Linked DNA regions of Danio rerio: region 2 is linked to region 1. Evidence: chromatin contacts called from public Hi-C data. All regions are on one chromosome and are shown on one strand. Each heading gives the region's core, a stretch centred on a gene start, on an enhancer-like site or on the middle of the called end of the contact. The rest is flanking DNA. Distances are from core to core; before and after follow the strand shown.

Evidence for each region. A called contact is a pair of places that touch in the nucleus more often than the background predicts.
Region 2: a Hi-C map of embryo shows a contact between it and region 1, with 11 times the contacts expected there. The contact joins two enhancer-like sites. A contact is called at or near these places in 4 of 18 Hi-C or Micro-C datasets (caudal fin, embryo, gastrula embryo and 1 more) and 1 of 4 datasets of contacts at active chromatin or transcription factors (caudal fin).

What each region holds. Positions count from the first base shown.
Region 1 is chr3:65,173,312-65,176,138 of GRCz12tu, forward strand. The region is part of intron 4 of nherf1b (NHERF family PDZ scaffold protein 1b); the gene reads left to right. Among named protein-coding and RNA genes, the nearest start is that of nherf1b, 48 kb to the left of the region's middle. Within about 2 kb of position 1,315, at least 4 of the 62 cell types and tissues checked have an H3K27ac peak or open chromatin away from gene starts, as enhancers often do.
Region 2 is chr3:65,370,619-65,373,318 of GRCz12tu, forward strand. No RefSeq gene overlaps it. Among named protein-coding and RNA genes, the nearest start is that of wu:fb97g03, 13 kb to the left of the region's middle. Within about 2 kb of position 1,338, at least 5 of the 62 cell types and tissues checked have an H3K27ac peak or open chromatin away from gene starts, as enhancers often do.

The DNA.
Region 1 (2,827 bases), core at 65-2,564:
GGGCGGGGTGGAGTGACAACGCGGGGTAGCGTTCACAAACTGATGAGAGATCACAAACAAGCGGCGAGAGCGTCAAAGTAACCGGAAGTCATTCATTTTCAATGAGAACCGGCGGCGAGGAGCAGCGCGGCGCATCTTCTCCGGTGTGGGTGTCGAGGAGAGTTGAAATCAAGTCAACTTTATGGTATGAGCTATGACGCGGTTCGGCGGCAAGCAATCAGTGTGAAGTAGTCCACCCCTAATCACGGGGTCACCCCTAATTAAGGGGGCTAATAATATTGACCTTAAAATGATTTTATAAACATTAAAACTTATTTTATTTTAGCTGATTTAAAACGTATAACATTTTCAAAAGAAGAAAAAATATTATAGGAAATACTGTGAAAAATTACTTGCTCTCGCACTATTAAACATCATTTGGGAAAAATTTGAAAAAGAAATTCGCAGGAGGGTGAATAATTTTAACTTGTGTATATATATATATATATATATTTATATTAAAAGGTAAGTAGAAACTATTTACTTGAGTCATTTTATCATCAGGTACTTTTTTCCTCTTACTCGAGTAACTTTTTAGATGGCTCCTTTTACTTTTATTTCACTAAAGACTTCCGCAAGTGCTTGTACTTTTACTTGAGTATAGATTTAGGATACTCTACTTACCTCTGGGTAGCACTGGAACATGCAAACTCCACACAGAAATGCCAACTGGCCCAGCCAGGACTCAAACCAGTCACCTTCTTGCTGTGAGGTGACAGTGCTAACCACTGAGCCACCGTGACACCCCAAAATAATCTTATTTCGAAGCGAAAACACAATTATTTCGCTTGTTTTGGGGGAAAAAAGCACCTAATTTGACTCATTATGTATGAAAACAATACAATATTGATATATTTCTTGATATTTGGACTAGAAACAAGACGTAAACTAAGTAAAGCTCAGTGTGACAGGCTCAGTTCCTCAGTTTGACACAATAACAGTAATGCATGACACCCTGCCACATGAACACACATACACACACACACACACACACACACACACACACACACACACATTGTTTTAAAGGAAATAAGGCAAGTCCATATTTACTCCCGGCTTTCCAAACTGTCCATTTTAGTGTTGACGAGTGGACATGCGCTGTCGGTTTGCTTCACGTCGCCCACGTCTTGCTGCTATTGTTAAGTTTAGAGTCTGCGAGTCTCCAGAAGTGCTTTGCAAAGGATTGTGGGAAAGTTTCCTAATGGTTGAAGAGCTGATGTGCTGTCAGACGCTGCCTCCTTTTGCAGCTAATGATGCTAACACACACACAGTGTTCCTCATAGACTCAAGGCTGACCCCTAGTGCCCTTATTAGTGCACTGAACATTACTGGTAGTGTTGACATCAAGATTGCCTGAGTTTTTGGTAACACTTTAGGTCACAATTCATGCTATTAACTACTGGCTTATTACATTGTTTAGGATTAAGATATGAACTGTTTAAGTATGATCTTATTTGACTCTCTAATTATACCCAATACCTAAACCCAACAAACTATTAATAAGCAGCTAATTATTAGTTCATTGTGCTAAAAGTCTTAGTTAATATAGGTTTTGGTAACATTTTATTTAGTCATAATTCATCCCTGCTGAAAAATCCAGCTTAAACCAGCCTAGGATGGTTGGCTGGTTTTAGCTGGTTGACCAGGCTGGTTTAAAAGGGGTTTTGGCCACTTCCAGCCTGGTCTTTGCTGGTCAGGCTGGGAGATGACCAGCTAAAACCAGCTTGATCAGCCTAGCCAGGCTGGGAGCCCAGCCAAAACCAGCTATGTCCAGCTTAAACCAGGTTGGTCAAGTTGGTTTAAGCTGGTCATTTTCCAGCCTGACCAGCTAAGACCAGGCTGGAAATGACTGGAAACCAGCCTGGAAGAGGCCAAAAACCCTCTTAAACCAGGCTGGTCAACCAGTTAAACCAGTCATCATCCTAGGCTGGTTTAAGCTGGATTTTTCAGCAGGGATGCTATTAACTTCTGGTTTATTACCTGCCTATTATTAAGACATGAACTGATCAATAATATTTTCTCGTGATCTCATTCATTTTCTTTCGGTTTAGTCTCTTTATTCATTAGGGATCGCCACAGCGGAATGAACCGACAACTATTCCAGCATTCAGCGGATGCCCTTCCGGCCGCAACCCAGTGCTGGGAAACACCCATACACACTCATTCTCACACACACACACACACACTCATACACTACAGCCAATTTAGTTCCTCAATTGACCTATAGCGCATGTGTGTGAACTCCACACAGAAATGCCAATAACAGACCCAGCGGAACCACAGTGCTAACCACTGAGCCGCCGTGTCGCCCTTGATGTTTGTCCAAACTACCTATTTAAAATGAGCTGAAACTAAACAATTCTTTAAAATATAAAATTTACATTTTTTTGTGGGGACAACTTCTAAGTTTTTGCAAATAGTGGCGCAGTAGGTAGTGCTGTTGCCTCACAGTAAGAAGGTCGCTGGTTCGAGCCTCGGCTGGGACAGAGTTTCCTCAGGGTGCTTCGGTTTCCCCAAAAAGTCCAAACACATGCGCTATAGGGGAACTGGGTAGGCTAAATTGTCTGTAGTGCATGTGTGTGAATGAGTGTGTGTGGATGTTTCCCAGTCATGGGTTGCAGCTGGAAGGGCATCCCCTGCGTAAAACATATGCTGGATAAGTTGGCGGTTCATTCCGCTGTGGCGAGCCCTGATAAATAAAGGGACTAAGCTGAAAAAGAAAATGAACGATTGAGTTTACCGTAACAGAATAAACTGTGATTGATCTCATTGTGAGTTGTACATCATT
Region 2 (2,700 bases), core at 88-2,587, 200 kb after region 1:
TTGAACTGGGATACTTAGATAGGTCATAGATTGTGTTATAATAATTTGTTGATAAAATGTATTATTGTAATTTTGGCTGCAAATAATCATACACTGCAAAAAATGCTTTTCTTACTTAGATTCTTTGTCTTGTTTCTAGTCCAAATATCTAACAATTCCTAAATCAAGTAGCATTTTCTAGACAAGCAAAACATATTGTCTTGTTTTGAGAAATAATACACCAATATTTAGCGAGTTTTTCCTTAAAACAAGCACAATAATCTGCCAATGGGGTAAGCAAATTAATCTTGTTTTTTCTTTTGCCGTAAGATTAATTTGCTTACCTCATTGGCAGATTATTGTGCTTGTTTTAAGGAAAAACTCACTTATTATTGGCATATTATTTCTCAAAACAAGACAATATGTTTTGCTTGTCTAGAAAATGCTTCTTGATTTAGGAATTTTTAGATATTTGGACTAGAAACAAGACAAAAAATCTAAGTAAGAAAAGTATTTTTTGCAGTGTAGACATATTATTGCTCAAACAACTAGAATAGGGGGGAACAGTCTAAATCTTGCAGAAATAACATAATTCAGTAACATAATTTAATGCTTTCACGTTCAATATTTTTTGATAAACAACATAATTTAAGGCTTTTAACTACTTTAATGTTTTGTATTTACTCAATAAGAAGTATTCACTTTCAATAATTAAAATAAACAACAGCAATGACTTTATGTATGAAAATACCGTCTTTGTGGAACACACAAACATATTGACTGCATTGTGAGGGTAAACACGAGCCATAAAGCATCATAAACACTGAAAATAATGCTTTTCTTACTTAGATTTTTTGTCTAGTTTCTAGTCCAAATATTTAACAATTTCTAAATCAAGAAGAATTTTCTGGACAAGCAGAACATATGGTCTTGTTTTGAGAAATAATATGCCAATAATAAGTGAGTTTTTCCTTAAAACAAGTAAAATAATCTGCCAATGGAGTAAGCTAAATAATCTTACGTCAAAAGAAAAAACAAGATTATTTTGCTGACCCCATTGGCAGATTATTGTGCTTGTTTTAAGGAAAAACTCACTTAATATTGGCGTATTATTTCTCAAAACAAGACCATATGTTCTGCTTGTCTAGAAAATGCTTCTTGATATAAGAAATTTTAGATATTTAGACTTGAAATAAGACAAAAAATCTAAGCAAGAAATGCATTTTTTGCAGTGTGATTAATCTTTGCCCGGCACTGAAAACAGTTTAAAACAGATGTGCTGGGAGGATGGGAGATGAGAAGTTCTGGTATCAGCAGATAAGCAGGGAGGTTTGAAAGCATTCGGAGGCGAATCAGTAGGGGGCTTTTATTACATGCCGGGGGAAGAAGCTGTGTTTTATATTACCCAAACAAACTTGTGAGGGCTCCCACAGAAGATAAAGACAATTGTGGCAAATATACAGTGCTTTTGAATCATACTACACTGAAAACAAACTATTCAAAGATGATTGCTTGGATTAACTAAATTTTTTATGTTAAGTGGTTGTAAACAATTTATTAGTGTTGAGTTTAAACAAACGAATTAAGCTGAACATTATTAAACTCAATTTGTTTGTTTGAATTCAACACAAATAAATTGTTTGCAACAGTTCTGCATGAAACACTGTAAAAAAAATATCAGACTCCAAGTTTTCCAAGTGTTTTCTGTTCACTTCTGGTTGCATGAATATGAGGGATGAATCAACTCTTCTGCCAACTCGTCCAGCATGTTTTATGCAACAGATGCTTTTTTTAGTTGCAACCCAGTACTGGGAAACACCCATACAGTCATTCACACACACACAGCCAATTTAGTTCCCACTATAGCGACTGTTTGTTAGTCTTGTTTAACTGTCTGTGAACATTACGATGTGGTTTTGCCTTGCCTCTTTCTGTTGCTGGCCTTTGGCTTGTTTTATTATTCACCCCACCAGCCGCCTGTAATGACCATATGCCTGTTTATGACTACGCATTGTAGATGCATATAACCCTTTTGCCCCTGTGTTAACTGTTGCCTGCCTGACCATGCTTGTTAATAAACCATCGTCTGGATCCGCACTCTGTTGCCAGCGTCCCCGTCACCTTACATTTACCAAGTGTTTTCTGTTTGTTTACGGGTGTGAAGTGCATTATGGGACGTTGATCTCTGCTCTATTGAATTTTGATGTTGGAAGTTTAACCCTACAGTTAAACAAAGTGACTTTTAGTGATGTTTTTAGTTGTTTGAAACAAAATAATGTACAACATCTAGAGAAATCCGTCTGTGAAATAGCATTAAATGTGCTGCAGTTTAGTTTAAGGTGTAATATACAACACCAACATAGACAATATAGCACTGCAAACTATTACAAATGGCAATAAAAGTCACTTTTGAACAAATTTTCAACGTTAAAAGTTGTTGAAAGAAAGATCAAGCTCCCACAATGCAATTCAAAAGCATGAATAAATGGGGAAAAAATAAAACATCAATCACAAAATACAGAAAACTTCTCATTTACGGATATTGGTAACACTTTATCTTGATGGTCTGTTTGAGTATTAGTAGACTGTCTATTTAATACATTTAGCTGACTATAAGGAACTTTGCAAGTACATGTCAACTTACACTATAACCTCAACTCCAACATAACACTCTACTGATAATCTAATGAGAATTAGTTCGCATGTAGATGCGATGTAACT